Linked DNA regions of Columba livia: region 2 is linked to region 1. Evidence: chromatin contacts called from public Hi-C data. All regions are on one chromosome and are shown on one strand. Each heading gives the region's core, a stretch centred on a gene start, on an enhancer-like site or on the middle of the called end of the contact. The rest is flanking DNA. Distances are from core to core; before and after follow the strand shown.

Region 1 (2,898 bases), core at 248-2,747:
GGTTCAAGCTTGCAAAGTTGCCTCGACTTTGGGTCTGGACAACTCTGGGAATGGAGCTGAGGACGTGGCTCAGCCTCATTTTTCAGGATTCAGCCCCACATTTTTATTGAAAGGTAAATCCAAGGCCTCATTAAGCATTACAGCCAGCACTGGGCTCTTGTGGCCAGGAAGGCCAATGGTACCTGGGGTGGGTTAGAAGGGGGTGGTCAGTAGGTCAGAGAGGTTCTCCTGCCCCTCTGCTCTGCCCTGGTGAGACCACACCTGGAATATTGTGTCCAGTTGTGGCCCCTCAGTTCCAGCAGGACAGGGAACTGCTGGAGAGAGTCCAGCGCAGCCACCAAGATGCTGAAGGGAGTGGAGCATCTCCCGTGTGAGGAAAGGCTGAGGGAGCTGGGGCTCTGGAGCTGGACAAGAGGAGACTGAGGGGTGACTCATTCATGGGGATCAATATGGAAAGGGGGAGTGTCAGGAGGATGGAGCCAGGCTCTTCTCGGTGACAACCAGTGACAGGACAAGGGGCAATGGGTTCAAACTGGAACACAGGTGGTTCCACTTAAATATGAGAAGAAACTTGTTCCCGGTGAGGGTGGCAGAGCCTGGCCCAGGCTGCCCAGGGGGTTGTGGAGTCTCCTTCTGTGCAGACATTCCAACCCGCCTGGACACCTTCCTGTGTAACCTCATCTGGGTGTTCCTGCTCCATGGGGGGATTGCACTGGATGAGCTTTCCAGGTCCCTTCCAACCCCTGACATTCTGGGATTCTGTGATTACATTTTAATTAGGGAGCACGAGCAGAGCTACATTACTGTCAGGATTTTTTTGCAATTCGGATAGTATCTGTGGATGTTAATACCGAACAGCAGCTGACACTGCCTGTTGCAAACAAAACATTTGACAAACATGAAAAGGCAGTTAGGGACATGGGTCTCATCCTGGTCAGCCGAAATTTCAGTAAAAACATCAACATTTTGTAGCACTCCTTGCTGACTGCAGCTTGTTGACTGATTAGAAGTGATCCTTGGCAGCGATCTGAACAATAAATTATCCATCCTATCTCCCATCCCTTGACAAACACTGAAGTAACTAATAATATTGTCATTGCTCTCTGTGTTTCCCGTTCTCTGTGTTACCAGGCTATTGAGACGGTGCGGTCTGTTTACTTATATCCAAGATCGTGTGGCTTAGCAGTGGTAATACTTGATTCATGATAGGGGTTGGGTCATCAGTCTCTGAAATTGGCTGGAGTCTTGGTTTGGGTTATGTATTGTTGCCTGAGATGTGTGGGCTCTGTACAAGCTACACACACCTGGGTCTAAATCTTGAAGAAGGTTGAAGTTACTTATATTTAAGAAACATTAATTGCTGCTCCTCTCTGCTTGGGGTATTGGCAGCATCAGCTCCCATCGCGGAGGTCTGGGAGAGCTCGGCAGCCCAGGGCACGGAGCTTTTATTAAATTAAAAAAAATATCTATTTAAAAACAACAGCAGGTGGTCTGTAATGTAAAGCCTACCTACAGTGGCCGTGTCTGATCTCATTAACGACACATGGGGAATCAACGCTGTGTGTCTCCTTCCCCGGCCGCTTCTCGGTGGGCTGGCTTGGTGGTCGCGGAGGTTTTGTAGCGCCGCGTGTGTTAAAAGGAGCTTTGGGCAATTTCAAAGAAGCACTTTGTCATGAATTGTCAAAAATCCACATTGAAACGCTGGGAAGAGTGTTGTGTGAAAGTATGAAAAGCTGCATTATCCCTCTGTGAAGTGGAAAGCAGGGAAAAAAAAAAGGTCGTAACAATGGAAAAGGGTCTGTTGGACTGAATTGGCCGTGTTTCACGGAAAGGCGAGTTTAACCTGCTGTAATGCAGGGTCACTTCCCGTTAGCAAAACCCCCTGAAGGGACAGGGAGGAAAATGTAAAAAGATACTTTGCAGTAAAACAATACGCTCATTTTACTCAGAGATCAAGGATTCTTTTTTAAAAAAGGAGCTTTTGAAAACCTACCCCTGGTTTTACAGAATATGTTAAACTCCTCCAATATCATATGGTTTTCACTAAGTCATTATTTAAAGATCGAACTGCTGTCCTTTTCTTTTTTGCATTGGGCAAAAATGACCTTTTTGTGATGTAGTTATGATTTTGTTCCGTAACTTTCTCCTATAAGCAACTGAACTTTTACAACCAGGATCTGTATTTGCTGAATTTTATTAACGGAACCATTCTGCTTTCTGTTTCTTTGAGTTTTGTTCTCCTGTATCTCCCAAAGCATTACGCTTGCATGTCTTCATTCATTAGTTTTAAAGTCTTTCTTCAGCTGGGATAATAGAGAAAACATATATTGCTAGTCATCCAGTTGCAATTCTAGCTGTTCTCAGAGGGGCATATATATTTCAAGTTAGGTGCGTGGGGATTTAGATATACAATTCCAGATAGTCTTAATGAGAGTAACAGTCCTAATTCCCCACATCGTACATTAAAAACGCATCCAGAATGTACAGAGCGAAACTCTGTGATCTTACCTTTAAGTATTTCTTTTTTTTTTTCTAAATATCATTTGCATGTACATTCGTTAGTTAGTTGACAGCTGCTTTCAGGATGAGGGAATTGATCTTTGGAGCCCATGTGTGGTTTGCTTTGCCGTGTTTTCCTGGGGATTGGCTGTGCCTAGGTGTACCTTCCCAACTGGAAGGTTAATTCAACAAGGAGTTAGAAAGAAGGATTTACCAAATTGGCTCCGTTATTATTCCGATGGCCTTCGATGTTAGACAAGAACAAGGCGCACCTTTTCTTATTGCCTTAGTTAATGACAAAAAAAAAAATCCCCACCATACAGTGAATCTAATAAGGACTAAGATTTAGTTATAATATTAGTATGGGATCTAAGGAAGACACTTTTCATGCAGAAAGGA
Region 2 (2,700 bases), core at 126-2,625, 100 kb after region 1:
TACTGTCATTGATGATTTAAGGGAGAAGGGGAGAGATGGAGACGCCTTCGCTTCTAAAGGTTTGGCACTGAATGTAAAGAGGTCAGCAGGAATAAAAAAAAGTTGGTACTCTTGACATGATAAAAGAGAAAAAAAAACGTAGGTGAAAGAGAGCTGAAGGTAGTGGATAAATTGTGATTAATAGTCTGGAAGATCTATCAGAGGCAGTGCTGATATTATGATAAATCTGGTGTACGTAGCGTATATGCTGTATAGTAATCTGTCCTCTTCAGCTGCTCACAGGAGGCCAAGGAACACTGGGGAGGCAGGTGGGTGCTTTGTGGAGGTGATGGTGGAGAAAAGAGGCTCAGGTGAGATCTGTGCGTAGGAATCTCCAAGGGAGAACCTTTCTTGTCCAGTTAAGGTTACACAGGGTTTGCTGTCAATGAAACTGGAGGAAAGGAAAAATTAACATAGTACCTCAGCCCAAGGAAACTAAGAATGTCGAGTATGTGATTAACAGTGAAACTACTGATAGGACTAAAATATGCAAATAGCTTTAACCCTGGCAGTTGCACACCAAATACAAGGTAGAGTGTCCAGCTGGTGTTGGAAGAGGATGCTGGCAAACCGTCTTTCCCCTTAGGAAATTATGTCAGGGATGGAGTATAAGGAAACCAACACAACATAATTCCTGACTAAAAATTGTACAGGAAGCATAGGTTACATAAAGGGGACACATGACTAATTTAAGGTCATCTTAATTTGTAAAGCTGTTACAGTGTAAACCATGAGCAGTTCCTCTGTGATCTTCATATTGTTATTTTCAGTTGCCTAAATAGAAAGATAGTTTCAAAGGGAAGTGGGAGAGAGGAAGACAGCAGACAGCAATGGGAACGAACAGACTCGTCACAGGATAGATTCTTTGCTTTACAAAATTTATGTTGAGACTACTGGAAAATATGCCATAGCAGAGAAGTAATAAGAAACCTAATAACTTAAGAGACTTGAAAATACGCTGATATTAATAATAATGTCTAATTTTTAATTTTCTTTGGGATCTTGAAGAAGCAATTTTATTGATAGCAGAGTTGGCTGACTGACTGTGTTTGTTGAAGCTTATATAGAAGAGGAAGCAACTGTGTTTTCTGTAAGAAACCAGAAAACCTTCTATTCGCGAGGGATGGAAACATAGAATTCAGAAGCAGAGGATTTTCTCAAAGGGAACACAGACAGAAGTCTTAGAAGTCTTTGCATCCTCTAGTAAATGAACAAGGACTTGGCAATGGTGTTGAGTTGAGGTCCAGTCCAGGAAAAATTAGGAGCCTTCAGGCTTATAAAGAGGTTTAGGATGTGACTGAAGTTTGAGTACTGAAATAGCCCAACTTGGAGCTATCTGTGCTTTATACAAGCTGTTTGCATTTAGTTTGCAGGAGAATGGGAACTCCTCTCGGACATGCCTAGAGAAGAGCTAATGTACTATTCAGATATTCTAGCGAAAGTCAATTCTAATTTATTTCTCGGTATTACTAATGTCATTGCATGAATCACTGGCAGAGATATGGAGATGAGAATAAAAAAAAGTTAAATTGGAAAGGCCTAGTGTTTTTCCTACCTTATCAGTTATGACATTTAATCTGAATTGTGTCTGAATTTGACTGATTTTTCCAATTGCCTGAGTTTAGCAAGAGTGATGTTGTTGCTAGGACGCAGCTACTTCATGTGATAAATCTGTCATCAACATATAAGAAAGATTTTAAACAGCAATTCTTTTATTTACACTCACAAGGATATTTGGAGCAGCAGTGCCCCAAATGCAGAAGGACGGAGCTCCCTTATTCTGAAATAAAGGCATTGAGTGGTGGTTAAGAAGTGTTTTGGTTTTTAATCTCTCCATGGATAAATAGGAAGGAGGACTGTGCTCCTCCCTTGTTCTTGTTTCCTGTGATTCCTTAGTCATGGGTTGTTTATCATTTTCATCTCCTCAGTCCTGAATTTGATTTGTTCTGTTTCCATTCTGTTGCATGTGAAAGTTATCTTAGTACCATTCATTTCTGCCACTGATTTGTTTCCTCCTTCTGAAAATTCATTATTCATCTTAAAGAACAGTTGCAGATACTCTGCTGGTTCCGCATTCCTTCACAAGGTGTATCTGAATTGCCTTTCTTTATTAATATCATGACATAGGGAAATTCACTGCATGTGTTTATATGGACCCTAAACCATACACGTGGTAATTCTGTTCTGTATTCAGGTGCTAATCATACAGTGGTGACTTCAAGGCAACTTTAACATTTTTGTGGAAGGATTCAAGACTCTGATTTTTTTGTGTACACCTGAATGAGCTGGATGCCTGTTATCAGCAACAGTGCCTTCAGTTCTGCCTCCCTTACCCCCAAAAAACCCCAGTAAAATTTCTATAATGATGTAGAATAAAACCTGTGAGGTTCTTGTCATGTTTGATTTGTGTCCCAGAAGCCCACAGAAGCTCTGCATGTGGCTTGGATATATACTGGTGGTTCCCAGTAACTGTAGTAAATGAACTTCTATACTGTTAATTGTGTGGGTTTTTGTTATTTGTACCTGTGACCCAGCTGTTGAAGTGTGTCATAATTCTGGATTCATTTCAAGAACCAATACCTTGCCCTTGGTGACCTGACAGGGTTTTGTGTTCTTTTTTAATTTTTTATTTTATTTTATTTTATTTATTTATTTATTCCT

The links. Hi-C and Micro-C count contacts between places; a contact is called where the count stands out from the background.
Region 2: a contact with region 1 is called in a Hi-C map of liver, with 2.5 times the contacts expected there. The contact joins two enhancer-like sites. A contact is called at or near these places in 2 of 2 Hi-C or Micro-C datasets (crop and liver).

What each region holds. Positions count from the first base shown.
Region 1 is chr6:3,269,459-3,272,356 of bColLiv1.pat.W.v2, forward strand. The region is part of intron 3 of C6H10orf90 (chromosome 6 C10orf90 homolog); the gene reads left to right. Among named protein-coding and RNA genes, the nearest start is that of ADAM12, 36 kb to the right of the region's middle. Within about 2 kb of position 1,498, at least 1 of the 3 cell types and tissues checked has an H3K27ac peak away from gene starts, as active enhancers do.
Region 2 is chr6:3,369,791-3,372,490 of bColLiv1.pat.W.v2, forward strand. The region is part of intron 3 of ADAM12 (ADAM metallopeptidase domain 12); the gene reads left to right. Among named protein-coding and RNA genes, the nearest start is that of ADAM12, 64 kb to the left of the region's middle. Within about 2 kb of position 1,376, at least 1 of the 3 cell types and tissues checked has an H3K27ac peak away from gene starts, as active enhancers do.